2 separate regions of the Hordeum vulgare genome follow, and region 2 is linked to region 1. Evidence: chromatin contacts called from public Hi-C data. All regions are on one chromosome and are shown on one strand. The core of a region is the stretch at or near the end of the contact, and the rest is flanking DNA. Distances in the headings are between cores, read along the strand shown. Region 1 has its middle 280 kb from the start of LOC123445799. Region 2 has its middle 120 kb from the start of LOC123443252.

What was found. Hi-C and Micro-C count contacts between places; a contact is called where the count stands out from the background.
Region 2: a Hi-C map of seedling shows a contact between it and region 1, with 5 times the contacts expected there. The contact joins two enhancer-like sites. A contact is called at or near these places in 2 of 6 Hi-C or Micro-C datasets (leaf and seedling).

The regions. Positions count from the first base shown.
Region 1 is chr3H:134,515,119-134,522,998 of MorexV3_pseudomolecules_assembly, forward strand. No RefSeq gene overlaps it. Among protein-coding and RNA genes, the nearest start is that of LOC123445799, 280 kb to the left of the region's middle. Within about 2 kb of position 3,928, at least 3 of the 3 cell types and tissues checked have open chromatin away from gene starts, as enhancers often do. A contact at or near this core is called in leaf and seedling, where this site is marked.
Region 2 is chr3H:134,764,438-134,772,317 of MorexV3_pseudomolecules_assembly, forward strand. No RefSeq gene overlaps it. Among protein-coding and RNA genes, the nearest start is that of LOC123443252, 120 kb to the right of the region's middle. Within about 2 kb of position 4,049, at least 3 of the 3 cell types and tissues checked have open chromatin away from gene starts, as enhancers often do. A contact at or near this core is called in leaf and seedling, where this site is marked.

The sequences.
Region 1 (7,880 bases), core at 2,678-5,177:
GATGCATCTGATAATATTGAGTCCATATTATGAATATTGATATTTTTTTATATAACGTTAGTCAAACAATACAAATCTTGACTTTAACCAAATCTTATGGGTAAAACAAAAAGAAACCGAGGTAGTACATCACACTAGTCTAAGTTACTCCTTACTATGACTAGCCTGATAAGTTAAGTTCGTAATCCACAACCAATACTAATTCGTACTCCCTCCGTCTTAAAATAAGTGTTTAAGCTTAGTACAAATTTGTACTAGAGCTTATACAAAGTTAAGACATTTACTTTGGGACGGAGGGAGTATATGGTAAAACTTAGGTGTAATGAGAACGCACTAGCACAGAAAAATGCAAATGGATTGTGGTCCCCAATACGTCCAGTATTTCAGAAGTTTTTTTTTTTTGCTTTAGTTGTTAAATCTTTTGGGAAAATAATATACATATAGTTGTGCACGGTGTATCCACATAACTTAATGAAGAAATAGATCACTTGTTGATCATTTTGAATAGAAGTGGGGAATATACACACACACACGAGTAAATGTGTTTTATTTTTCTATTACTTAAACATATTTTTGAATATTTGAAAATATTGGAGTGCATGAAGCACTGGGGCCTAACATCGGGACCTCCTATTCGGCGCCTTCAGCGCCGGTTAGGAAAAACGGCGCGTGCAGCGCTCCTTATGGGCCGGCCCATGTAAAAATTCATTGGTCATTAAAAATTTGAAAAAACTTCACAGAATTTTAAAAAGTTGAGATTTGAAAAAAAGTTCATTATTATGAAAAAATTGACCTATTTTTAGAAAATATGTTCATGGATTTTCAAAAAGTTCACTGAATTCGAAAAATATCATCTATTTTGAAAAAAGTTCATCATTTTATAAAACACAGTTCACTGATTTTGAAAAAATTCATCAATTTTTAAAAATAGTTCACGGATTTTGAAAAATGTTCATCAATTTTAAATTATGTTCATCGATTTTCAGAAATGTTCACGAATTTCCAAAAAAAATATCAACTTTTAAAAAAGTTCACCGATTTTCCAAAAAAATTCACGGGCTAAAACAGTTCACGGACTAAAAAAAGTTCATAAAAAATCTCTATATAGGCCGGCCTATTTAGGAGCGCTGTAGGCGTCGGTTCGCCAATTTTTACCTTTAATCGGCGCCTGTGGCCCTAAATAGGTTTTCTCCCTAACATCGTCTATTCGGCTTACATGAAGGCTAGAAAGGCCATGGCCCGTCCAGCCAATGATCAAAACATTGAAGAGTACATAAGTTAGGCTTTTTGAAAAAAGACAAAAAGTGTTTCCCTTTAGCTAAGGCTGTTTTGGCCCGCCCAACCAGTTGATGTTAAGTTTTTTGGACAAGCCATTAACTTACAGTTACATTGTTTTCTTTTTCTGTATGCCCATGAAAGGTTATGATTTTGTGTGTGAGTGAACTGTTAAATTATTATCCACTCCGAACTATACTAAATCAGTGATAATTAGTATGGATCAAAGGATGTAGTGTTATGTCTTACGTGACTTTCAGTTGATGTCCGTTAGATTTGTATTCTACTTGCTTGTGGTTATGATTTTATACCAAAAGAGTTATTGAGTTATATATCGATGATTTTCATTCCGTTCGAAATATGCCACCGAAATGAGTAATAATGTTGAACTAAAATATATTTAAATACATTTATTTGTTCGACAAATATTTCTGGACAAAGGAAGTACTTGATAAGAGGCTTGTTCTTATGCTATTTTTTAAAATAATGCATTTATTTTCATAATTTTGAAAAACAATATGCATGTTAAAAGTTTTTCAAAAATAGAATCCAATCGGCTTCGACGAAGCCAACGGGTGCTAATCAGCTTCGGACGAGCTGATAGGATTCCAATCTGCTTCGGTGGAGCTGATAGGATTCCAATCGGCTTCGGCGAAGCCAATTAGTACTAATGGGCTTCGGTGAAGCCAATTAATACTAATCGGCTTTGCTGAAACCAATTGATGCATGTCACATATTTTGCATCGCAATTTTATCCCTAGTTTTTCGCCATTCTCTCCCTAGTTTCCCGTCACATTTTCTCTCCATTTGTTCGCGCCATTCTTTCCCGCCATCTTCTTTCTCGCCATCTTCTTTCCCGCCATCTTCTTTCCTGCCATCTTCTTTTCTCAAACTATAAAACCCCCTTGAAATTAGGGTGGGTAAGGAGTCCAGTATAGTCTCGTCAAGATGTCCGGTTTACATTTTGATCGTAGCTTTCATCCTAGTATGTCCCAACGTCTTCTGTGGTTTGCCAGTGATTTTAAGATTGACAATACAGTAGTTTCATGGGACGAAATCATAAGTAGTGACACCTTACTGAATGAGTTGAGTCAAGCATTAACTCGTTACGGGTGGCCTTCAGGAACCTTTGAGGAGATACAGAAAGAACTTCTTAGGTTGCATGCAAAGTTGTCAGAATCGCGATTCAGAATCGGATGGGAGCTCCGTTGCTAGGATCGTGAATCGTAGAATCTTAACTATCAGGATCATAGAAACTTAGATTCTATGAGCAAAATCATAGAATCAGAGGGGCTAGTTTGGATCCTAAGATCGTAAGATTCTAAGACTTGAGTCACGATTCTGACAACTTTGATTGCATGGAAGATGGATGAAGCGGCGACATAAGAGTGAATCATTCCTAAATTATGCAGCAGAACATACTTCTTTATGGAGTGTCGTCTGCATGCGCCTACGACGGATGAAATGGGTTGGGCTTTTACCTTTCGCACGTCTGGCTGAGGCCACTAAAACCTCATTGTTATTCGAGACACATTTCTATTCAAGTCACATTTCAAAGAGACTGGAACAGATAATTAAGATAAAAGTACAACCGAATTAAACGATATGATTGAATTTAAAAACTACAACCTAAAAAATACATGAAGACATCATCGTCATCCTCCGTCGATGCAGCACTCTGGCCCTTCAACGATGCGATAGTCTTGGCCTTGATGCTCGGCATGAAGATATCGTCTTCGTCGTCGTTGTCGGCAGTCCATAAAAAAATATGTTCTGCCGCGTGAAAGAAAATGGCGGAAGGAATGAAGGAATAAGGTGTCGGGAAACTAGGAAAGGGTGGCGGGAAATTAGGGAGAGGATGACGGGAAACTAGAGATAAAATTATGATGCAAAATATGTAGCATGCACTAGTCCGTTTCGACGAAGCCAATTAGTAGTACTAATTGCTTTTACCGGAGCCGATTAGTACTAATTGACATCGCCGAAGCCGGCTGGAACCCTATCAACTTCATCGAAGCCGACTGAATCCTGAATTCTATTTTTGAAAAACTTTCAACATATGCATTATTTTTTGAAATCATGAAAATAAATGTATTATTTGAAAAAAATAGCTGTTCTTACTGGCAGTTACTGCATAATTAAGCAGATTACATCCATCTACCCGCTAGGGCTAAGGGTCGATCGGCCTCAGCCGAAGACGCTCTCTGGTTATGCACCAAAGCATGGACCTAATCATGGACCGAACACCACATGTCGCCCATGCATCGTCCATGTGGCCGGCCGCAGGGGGCTGTCAGCTATAATTAAGCTTCTTGGAGTCGGCAACAGTGGTTTAAACTGCCTTCCTCTCTGGTTAATCTGGCCTGTGTACACGATGCATGCATGATATGATGCCGTGCTTGACCAATAAGTATAGCTCACATCGGTACATCGCCGCATCAAATCGCCCAGTACGCGTGGTACGTATTCTTACGAGTCGGGTCTATCGGTACGTTGGATCGAAATCTGACGGCTCATGTACGCCACGAAAAGATTACTGGTGGAATAATACGTACTGTCTCGATCGATCGATCGATCGATCTCTCTCGCCGCGCGGCGTTTGGGCCCACAGAAACCCTATGATGTGAGAGCCACTGCGCAGACAGAGGTAGCTATGTCTCGGACCTATGGACGTGACGTAGTACTAGTTAATTATTTGAGCCCTAGGGTTTTCCACTGTGCCGGCCGGGCACAACGCTTTAGGCAGCAGATATGGTGGTTTTTTCCAGGGTGGTGGAACGAACGTATCCTCTATTCAATTATTATCCCTCTCTTTCTTTCCAGAACATGTTGCCTACTCTAAGATTAACGGTGTGTAGTAGTTTATCTTAGTACTAGCAACTAAGAATTTCTTAGTGATAACGTTAGTATTACCTCTTGTATGGTGAAGGATTAGACTTTGGTACTTAACTTTTATGTTAGAATAAAATCTTGGTAAATCTTAAGATGGTATTCCCGGTTTAATCTTTCGAAGGTGTTTATAGGAATAGGATGGGCGTATGTGCGTTCGTAGAGGTAAAATCTTGGTATATGAACGCTTGTCTCTATATTATGTTAAAAAAAATAGATTGACTGTTCGAGTAAAATATCGTGTATTGCGTGCTTCTCCAGTATAAACTGTGTGTGTAAGTAATAGACATATCCACCACCAAAAACAAAAACTAATCCGACTAAAAAACAGTAATAGACATATTATAGTATTCGCTTTTTAAATAAAGTTTGAAACACTCATTTTTAAAAAAAATCAAGTATAGACGTATGCGTTTATATATACTTCTTTTGTTTTTAAATATAAGCATTTTAAAGATTCCACTATAAAACTATATATGAATAGTTATAGAGCTATTTTTATAGGAGTATATCTAGTAGCAACTTATATACTCTGGACTACAATTTTCTATCAATTTTCAGTCGACAATTTATGCAACACAATTTTCTATTGTCCCTGTTATGTTGTTCTTAACCAGACATGCGGTTTTCAAATGATACCTTAGCACACAAGCAGAAATACACACTACGAGAATTAGGACTTTCAGTTATTGAAAGTTAAAACAAAAGCATTTGTCGTATAGATGAAACTCCATTGGTTCCTTGCTGCCGCCAGCTTACCCTTGAACCGTCATGCTAGTTCCCGGAGGGTGGGGGGGGGGGGGGGGGGGAGGGGTTCGTTGTAGCCAATTTTTTTATTTCATATGAGCTTTGTCTCTTTTATGGACAAACTTGCCCTCCTATGCTTGCATGCTGGCCCCGTCACTGCACTACCGTCAATCTCTTTTAGAGCACGAGCGCCGCCGCGTGGCCTCCTGGGTTCCTAGTTGCCGCTGCCGTCAATGCCTTATTTCTCTTGTATTTGATATTTTGATCCCTTCTTCACTTTTTATCTCTCTCAACTGAAGCTTACACGAATGAATCAAATCAAATCAGATGAACAAAAATACACTAACCTAAGGGGGGTAGATAGGAGGGGAGTCTACTGACTTTTGAAGATCAAGGAGGGATCCCACAAATTAGGATCTCGACCTCCATTAATTAATTTAAAATGGCTAGAAATCTGGACGAGAGAGTAGATCCATTATGGGCGGTGATTAGGGAGCGGGGAAGAACCAGGAAATGAGAGAAGACTATGCGACGAGGGAGATGCACAATGCTTAGCGATTTATCTCTCTAGCGATAGTATTTTTTAGGGAACTTTAGCGATAGCTATCTTGAGTGTGTGTTGCCTGCCTAAAACTGCTAGTAATTGGGCTGACTTGGTTTACAATTTTTCTACTCCCTCTGTTCCTAAATATAAGTCTTTCTAAAGATTCTACTAGACAATTATGTACGGATGTATGTAATCATACTTTAAAGTGTATATTCAATCATTTTGCTTCGTATGTAGTCATCTAGTAAAATATCTTAAAAGACTTATATTTAGGAACGAAGGGAGTATAAGTTAATAAGTAATTGGCATGCATACACATGCCTGGGTGGGGGCTCCTAGCAGGCGGAGTCCCTATGTCACCGCACCGGCTACACCTGCTCAAGGCCGGCCCTGCTCATTCTTAAAATACTTTCGAAAACTCAGACGTATATATCATATTGAAATTGAGGAACTCGTCACAGACGCCTCGTAATTAATGAGAACATCTTCTCCCAGTAAACATTCATCATCGAAAATCCTGAAATAAAATTCAATAATAATACAAGCAGCAAGATTTAAACCCTGGCGGGCTAAAGATATAACTGTCTTTCTGCACATTTAACTACAGGTTGATTCGCTGCAACACTCAACCTTCAGATCATCATGATGCACACAACCATTTAGTATGGTATATCTGTACTCATATGTAAAAACACAATGCTAAATTGGCTGCATGCACAATAACATATCAGTAGACTTTTAGATAGAAAAAGGTTAATTAACGACTAATTATCTTTTTGTGGCACGGAAACTCAATATCTGCAAGTAGAAAAAAAATACATTAAAATCCATAAAAAGTGGGGAGAACTTAGTCGCAGAATCAGCAGACATTTAGCAGGAGAAATACAATACTCTTTACCGGGTAGTACTCCTGTTGTGCGTCGAGAACCATGTGCAGATATTGATGTGTGCAACCTAGCTACTAGTATGGCATCATGTGCGATCTAGGTCGAGCAAGCTATTGCTAGTTAGCCAGCTGGTCTACTGCCCTTTTTCCTCTCACCTTATGTACTAGCCTGACCTATATATACATGTAGGTGTGAGTGTGACTGTCACATTTGTGGGCATGACAGGAAAGCCAGATCTATAGAGGAAGGGGAGCCTGATATGAGTAACTTTAGACAAGCAAGGGCTTCTTTGATTTAAGGGAATTGCAAAGGTCTTTTTGGAGGGTTATGTTTTAAGATTTATAGGAATGTAATCATTTATCCTTAGAAATCATTTGCACTCTATTCTGGAGGAAGTTCTTGGTGCTAATTCCCGATGTTTCTATTTCTATCTCTATGAAGCCATGAAGATGGCTATGGATACCCATTATGTGACCCCAGAAGGGTAATTACTATGGATTTGGGCTAAAATAGCTACTCATGTGTACATAAATGGGTCAAGATTTTCCTTCGACGGTATCATGCATGATACCCACAAGTACCCACTAGGAGGGGCTGATATGCGGGCTGTCTTTGAGACCCTAATTATCTAAACCTAAAGTGCTCAATTCCATCTCGAGTCCACGCCTTGCCTCAGCACCTAGCCACTAAACCCTTATTTCTCTCTTGCCCCGTTCTTCACAAGACCACGGCTCCGTGCCTCCACCGGATCAAGATGTCGCCGCCATACACCGCATCGATAGCCCCCGCAAGCTCTACGAAAGATGTTACTCGAGCAACCCCATCTCATCGATCCACTCTTCCCATAGCTTCCTTATTCCCCATCATCGCTTGTGCCACCTGATTGTCGTCGTTTTTTCGCAACAGATGCCATGGGGTGGCTAATCGAGGTGAGAGCAAGGTTGCAGTGGAAGATCCGGGACGGGATAGGGTAGTAGCACGCGGCGGTTTACCCAGGTCCGGGGCTCTCCGGAGAGATAATACCCCTACTCCTGCATGTCTGTATATGAGGTGTATTTGCAGTACAGAGTGGCTCCTCGAGCTGTATTGGAGGAGGGAGAGGGAGCTGAGTGCTTCGTTCCTGGGCCTCACGTATGTGTGAGAGGGAGAGGGGATGCCCCCATATGACGATGCATGGTGCCTTTTATATAGGCATGAGTGGGTGGTTTGATATGTAAGCTACAGTGGGTAGCTTACATGTCAGGTTGCGTGAGATGTAAGCTACAGTGGATAGCTTACATGCCATGATGAACATAGCTTGTGAGCTAGGCTATGCTTGTCCCATGGGACACTTTATAAATCAACGCCCAGGGGACAAGTTACACTATCGATGAAACTGCATGATGCCGGTTCAGCGCACTACTACTTGTCAACACTGCACTACCGCGGGGTATGGACGACCGACCGCGCGTGTCCAATGGGACGTCGTAGTTGACTCTGGACAGCCGGTTGGCTCGCACACCCGGCTGGTCGAAGCAGTCGGTCGTGGGTTGGAA
Region 2 (7,880 bases), core at 2,799-5,298, 250 kb after region 1:
TATCGCTTCTATTGTTTATGTCTCGTTGCCTACCACTTGTTAAATATCAGCCTCTCAACAATGCCATGAAACCTTCAACCTATTCGACCTAGCAACCACTGATTGGCTATGTTACTGCTTGCTTAACCTTGTTGTTAGCGTTGCTAGTTACAAGTGTAGATGCTTCCATGTGATAACATGGGTTCCTTGTCTTATCACCATATATTATTGCTATTTAATTTAATGCACCTATATACTTGGTAAAAGGTGGAAGGCTTGGCCTTTCTAGCCTGGTGTTTTGTTCCACCTTTACCCCCTTAGTTTCGGCTACCGGTGTTATGTTACATAAACGAGTGCTCCTAACACAATCGGGGTTGTTATGGGGACCCCCTTGATAATTCGTTTTAGACTAAAGCTGGTCCGGCAAGGCCCAACATTGGTACTACATTTTCCCAACATAATAATTTTGTTAATACTGAAAGCATAGGGCGTCATGAACCCGAGGAGTAATTCTACATAATACAGGGAGGGCCAGTGCTGATGGTGTTGGTCCAAAACAGAGCACTGTGCGGGGCCAACCCAGGGCAACTTGGGAGATTTCTATTAGGCCACCGTACGCGTCGCTCATCCACCGTGTCCTGAGAACGAGATACGCGGCTCCTATCGGGGTCGTCGACACGCCGGGCGGCCTCGCTGGATTAGTTTTACCTTTGACGAGATATCTTGTGCATCGGGATTCCAGTGATGCTTTGGGTAATCTCAGAGTTGAGGTTTTCCACTAAGGAATCCAATGAGATCGCGAGTGTCGTGATTGAGGATTTCTATGCGGCTTGTGGTAATTTGTGATGGACTAGTTGGAGCACCCCTGCAGGGTTAAACCTTTCGGAAAGCCGTGCCGGCGGTTATGTGGCAACGTGGAAACTTTGTTTAACACTGGTTCTAGATAACTTGAAGTTAACTTAAATAAAATATGCCAACTGTGTGCGTAACTGTGACTGTCTCCTTCGTGAGTTCTTACTCCGATCGAGGACACGGTGGGGTTATGTGTGACGTAGGTAGGTGTTCAGGATCATTCCTTTGATCATGATTAGTACACGTCCGTTATGCGTAGATCTTCCCTCTCTTATTTCTTGTACTCGTAAGCTTAGCCACCAAATATATGCTTAGTCGCTGCTGCAACCTCACCAGTTAACCATATCTCACCCATTAAGCTTTGCTAGTCTTGATACCTTTGGAAATGAGATTGCTGAGTCCCCTATGGCTCACAGATTACTACAACACCGGTTGCAGGTACAGGTAAAGGTTACTTGACGCGAGCGCGTTGATCGTTCATTTGGAGTTGCTTCTTCTTCTTCTTCTTCATCGATCTAGGATGGGTTCCAGGTCGGCAGCCTGGGATAGCAAGGATGGACGTCGTTCTTATTTTCTCGTTTGTTTTCGTCCGTAGTCGGACCCTGCTCTTACTCTTGATGATTATGTAATGTACGGATGTGACTCTGATGTAGCTTGTGGCGAGTGTAAGCCAATTCTATAATATATATATATATCTTCTTTTCAGTGCATGTACTTGTAACGATATCCATTCTTGCGACACGACGAGATGTGCTTCTATCCCTGACGAGGCCTTCGTGCCAAATTAAGGATAGGGTCGCATCTTGCGCGTGACAGGGCAACTGTGGGGAGAACCAAGGGGCGGCGGCGCTACGGCCCGACAGGGCGACGCAGTGGCAACCCATTCTTGATCGATGGAGGGTCGCGCTATACTCGAGGACATCCTTCACAGGACCCGCGGAGGCGCATGCAACCGACTGATCAAGTTAGTCGCACGGCGCGGATGGAGTCAATCGCGGCGGGCGGGTGATCGATTCGATTGCACGCGAGGTCGGGGGCATTGCTCGGTGATGATGACGGTGTCGTGGACGGTGAAGCGGGGTGGTCAAGGAGACCAAGGGGATGATGGCTGACGGGGAAGGGCATGCCCGAGGCAGCCGACGCCCGAGCACAAAAGCCCGAGGCAGCCGACAAGGGACGGCAAATACCCGAGCCAAAAAAGCCCGAGTCGACAAGGTTGCCCGAGCCAGGCAGACGACGAGCCCGAGAGAGCCGACGAGCGGCGAGGGAGACAGTAGGTGATGTAGGATCCTGATTGGACGCGGGCAACGACGACCGGCGCGGAGCGACGGGAGGGCAGTCCCGCGAACGACGGTGAGGGCGGGTCGCCGCGTCGTGCGTGGTTTCCGGGTCGCCTCGTCGTGCGTGGGTGTCGGGTTGCCGAAGAGGTCGGGATCGCGCCGTTGGCGGTGACGGCCGACGCAGGGAAACAGGCGGGCAGTCGCGCGGCAATCGCCGCGACGGGCTGACGAGGTGCGCGTCTTTGTCGAAGTAGAGGCACGCGGGTGTCGACGGCGGCGGCAGATGGTGCATCCGATCTTAGATCAAAAACCAAAAAAACGCCGATCAAAGTGACCGCAGGAAGAGTGAAAAAACCCGGATCAAAGGATCGAGAAAAAGACTCTCTAGGGTAGCCGGACAACACGAGGGGCGGACGAACCCTAGGTACGGGCATCGTGGCCCTGATGGCGGTCATGAAGGTCGACCGCCCCGGAGGCGGCGCACGGGACGGAAGCGGCGGGCGACGACTAGGTCTAGAAACTTGTGATATATACCATGTTGGAACGAAGAGAGAGGGATTGATGTGAAATATGATGGATGTTGTATTAAGCCTTATGGACGAGTATATATAGAAGTACATACTTGAAAGGGAAGAAACCTTTCCTAAAAATAAGGTAGAAGACAGATTACAAATCTTACACTACCAAATACATGCACTTTGTCATCGCAAAAAAAAATACATGCACTTTGAATATATTGCTAATGTAAATCCACCTTCAACTCAGGAATGAATGAAGAAGCTAGCCCGTGTAGACTTATAAGAGTGCCACTCTGTTAAGGAGAAAATGACATGGTTAATTACTTTTTTAATCAGTAGCGAAACTGGGCTAAGAATGATATGACGAACGTCAAGAACCATGTGCTGCAGGGAGCAAGAAATGACATCTCCCTGTTGCAGCACAATCCTTCTCCCTCAAGTGCTGGTGTTAGAAGAAACAGGTGGCAATGTGTGGTAGGTGAGGGCAAAGCGTGGCAAGCATCAAGCTGAAAAGAGAATATTTGTTGCTCCAGGAAAATAAAAGATAATGTGGGGCAGGGCTTGATGTATATATTTGTGTATATCAATGCATTGATTCTTTCAGAAGTTACGATGATAAAAAGGAAATCAGTCTTGGAAGGGAACCGCACTCTTGAATGTGTTGACTATAGAAGGCAACATTGTCATTTTCAGCTAATGTGGTGATTTAGAAGATTCTGCTAATATCCATATATACATGCATGCTGCTTGATAAGCTTTCACCAATTTTGAGATAAAATAACCTGTTTTTTTATTATAGACTTTTGTTAAATTATTTAATTTTGGATTGTGCAGCAGGAGCTTTGTGCATTCTATTGGAGGGAAAGGAGAGAGTTGCTTACTTCTGTCTATTACTGAGGTAAGTTTCTTCTTCACCAAACCCTAATAACTAATACTTTCTTCGTCCGGAATTACTTGTCATAAAAAAAAATACATCTAGACATATTTTAATTTCAGATACATTCATTTTTTTTTCATTTTGATGACAAGTAATTTCAGACGGAGAGAGTATTAAGTTTGGACCAAGATGATCTGTCTTTATGAGCTGACTCGGTGTGCATATATTCTGTTATTATTTATATATTCTACATAAAATAGCATTGCACCCTACACCCATAATAAAAAGAAAACACTACTAAGCGATAAGCCAAATTAAACCTTTTCCAACGATACACACTGTAGTTTATTTTGTGAAGTGCACGGGCGGGGTGCACCTTGCAGCCCGCCAAGCATGATGGTATAGGTAAGCACAGCAGCAAACCACCACCATTATTTTGTACTTTTGCTTGACAACAGTCCGTCCGTCCCCTCCTTGAATGCACCCCCATCCCCACCGGGCCCACGCAGGCCACGGAGCTTTCAATATCTTTTGTGGGGCCCCCTGTGGTTAGGTTTAGGTTAGGTCAGGTTAACCAGCCCTGCCCTGGTTGGGTTAGGGTTAGGGTTAGGGCCTCCTCCACTTTTGCTGGCCAGCGTGTGGGTGGAGTAAAGAAGATAGTGGGATGTGTGTGTGCGTAGATGTGTTTGTGTGGATTGGGTGGTGTGGCATCTGATTCGCCTCTCCCCACCCATTTCTTCTTGCGGATCCTCTGCGCCGTTCATGTAGCGCTTGGTTGTTGCCGCTGCGTGGCAGTACTGGTAATAGTACTACTGCTTGACATGAGATGAGTTAGGTTGCTTGTGTTGTGTGTGTACTGCTTGCTTGCTTTCTTTCTTGCTGCAATCTTTCTTCCATGCTATAAGTAAGTATATGTAGTGAGCAATTTGATTAACCGAGAGATTTGCTTCGGTTTTAGGCACGCCTGGTACATGTAGGGTGAATCTTGAACACGAGAGAGATACAACAGGGGTGGCTGAGTTTTCTGTACCCAGCATTGTAACAAATCCATTTAGTTGTGTTATTTATTTCCATTTTGCAAGGTGCAAGGCAGCATATAGCTGAACAGTGCAGAGCATATATTACCTAAGCTAGTTCTATGTTCATTTAGTTACTTTTGGTATTGTTCCGAAAAATTAAGTCATGGTGGAGCCAATCATTTGATAGTATGGGGTATATCACAACATGTCTCTTATCATTGTTGTTTTACCGCACAACTAAATTTCATAATGGTAATTCTTTCGTGATATATCGTCGAGCGCAATGTGGTAGAAGCACATTTTATTATTGTGGAATAACTTTGACGTGAGACGAGTTGTTTCCATCTAACATGACTACAAATTTGTTCTAGGTTGAATACTTGAAAATAAGTGAGAGGTGTGAATTTACAAGCCTACAAACACTGACACAATGGGCCAGCAACAGCAGTGCATACGTCATTTGCATCTGCAGCCCATCAGTCAAAGACCATCCTTGTCCGTACTTACTACCAACATCTGCGCTTACAACTCACTCTCAAAAAACGTGTGCGCATAAACTTTTTCACAAAAAAACCAAATCCAGTGTAAAACTCCCAAGAAGCACAAGTGCTCGGTTTTGAACCTTTACCGATGAAATATGTTCATTTGTGTGTTTTTAGCAGCTGTATCAAGTATTTCATTTGATGCCTTGCAGTATTTCTTCTGACCGTGTCTTAAAAAATAAGTAAAAGAAGTAGATTTACATGCCAAGAAACACATAATGTAAACCACAGGGGTAATTCTCTTACAAATTTTGTCACCTGAATCCCTAACCTACACAGTAGTCTAGTTTTATGCACAACAAATGGGAATATCAATGCTAATATGTCTCATACGCTCAAATTACATGTGAGGATGGTATTGGGTGAAAAAATACGAGAAAACACTATGCAAACAATACATTTGTAAGAGAATTCATTAATTCTAGGAGCATACATATCGATGTCGAATCTCAAACTTTAACCCATAGGCAAGTTTATTGCATGTAGCTCGTTGCGTAGATGCGATTCACATTAGGCAAGTTTACCTAGATTTCGTCCTTCACGATCAAGATAATACACTACTCCTGCTTCCATGTATAATGGGGGTCATAGCCTTGTATGAGAGCTAGAATTTGTGTGCAACGGTGTAGATAGTAAGCATTGCATTGAGTATGGGAGGTTGAAGATAGTCGACCCGATGTCCCTGCCTTGTGTTATATAAAGGGACAAAGCTAAGGTTTGCACGTATCCGAGGTGACATGGTACAACCTAATCACACGAGATTACACCGTATCTTGCGAGATGCACCTGGTGTGCTTCATGGGACGAAACATGGGCTTGGGACAGTCAATGGCTAACAACCCAACTCCCACCTCCCCAGTAAACCACGTGGGCATGGCATCGCTATTAGCCTGTGAGTCCTTCATGATCTTTAGTTGTGTCCAAGTGGAATCTGAATTGAGCATGATGTCTCAAACTACACAACAAAGTCTTGGTGGAATCATGGAATTTATAAAAACTAAATGGACTCATCACCATTCAACCGAAGGGCAGGAACAACATGAACAACCAGGTGCGACTACCCAATGGGTCCAGACATGCAGGTGATGCCCGACATCCTACTCGTTCGCCTTATCTTAGTTCTGCGAGGGAATGATTATTCAAACATCGTCTCCTAACGGCTTTGATGACTGTGCCACTTGGGCTCGATTCGGTCAAACTTGGTTGAGACCACTTGCGAGAGCTTTAAGCGCAACGAATCTTGATGAAGTTATCCTTGACATCGATCCTGACATAGGTGAGGACTGATACTTGTGATCTGCATTACGTTTTCCATGAAGAGGAACGGTGAAAGGACGTGGATATCGCCTAGAGGGAGGTTGAATATACGCTTAAAAACAATTACGGTTTGGGCTTGAACAAATACGGAATAAAACTAACATTTAATTAGTCAAGCACAAAACCTTAAAAAATTAGGCTCACCTATGTGCACCAATAACTTATGCTGAGCAAGATAAACAACTAAGTGATAGCAACATATATGACATGAAATAATATGGCTATCACAAAGTAAAGTGCATAAGTAAAGGGCTCGGGTAAGAGATAACCGAGGCGCGTGAAGACGATGATGTATCTCGAAGTTCACACCCTTGCGAATGATAATCTCCGTTGTGAGCGGTGTGGAGGCACAATGATCCCCAAGAAGCCACTAGGGCCACCGTAATCTCCTCACGCCCTCGCACAATGCAAGATGTCGTGATTCCACCAAGGGACCCTTGAGGATGGTCACCGAACCTGTACAACAAGGTTGGGGCAATCTCCACAACTTAATTGGAGGCTCCCAACAACACCATGAAGCTTCACAAAAATGGAGTGTGGCTCCGAGGTGACCTCAAATGCTTGGGGCAATCTCCACAACCTAATTGGAGACCCTCACGCTTGCCCGAAACTTTACACCACAATGATTGAGATCTAAGGCACCACCAAGCATCTAGGACGCAAAAACACCCAAGAAGAACAAGCTCTAGGGTACCAAGCACCCAAGAGTAATAAGCTTCTCACACTTCACTTCCATGTATCACCGTGGAGAACTCAAATCGATGCAACTAATGCAGTGGCAAGAACACACGCAGTGGTCAAGTCCCTCACACTCAAATCCCTCCACAAAAACAAAAGCTATGGAGGAATATGAGAGGAAGAACAAGGAACTCACAAAGAACTCCAAGATCTAGATCCAAGGGGTTCCCCTCACATAGAGGAGAAAGTGATTGGTCGAAATTTGGATCTAGATCTCCTCTCTCTCTTTTCCCTGAAGAACTAGCAAGAATCATTGGAGGGATTGATAGTTAGCAAGATCGAAGAAGGTCAACAATGGGGGAAGAACACGAGCTAAAAAGATGGGGTTCAATGGGAAGAAGAACCCCTTTTATAGGAGGGGAAAATCCAACCGTTACCGCTTAGTCCGCACAAAAGCGGTACTACTGCTCCAGAGAGCGGTACTACCACCCGTTAGAGGTAGTACCGCTCCTGGGAGCGGTACTAACGTTGTGGCTGCGGAGAAGCATCTCAGGAGGGAGGCAGAGGGCGGTAGTACTACCAGGGCGATACTAACGCTGCGAGGAGCGGTACTAACGCCCATAAGGGGTAGTACCGCATCCTATTGTTGGAAATATGCCCTATAGGCAATAATAATTAGTTATTATTATATTTCTTTGTTCATGATAATCGTTTATTATACATGCTATAATTGTATTGATTGGAAACGCAATACTTGTGTGGATACATAGACAAAACACTGTCCCTAGTAAGCCTCTAGTTGACTAGCTCGTTGATCA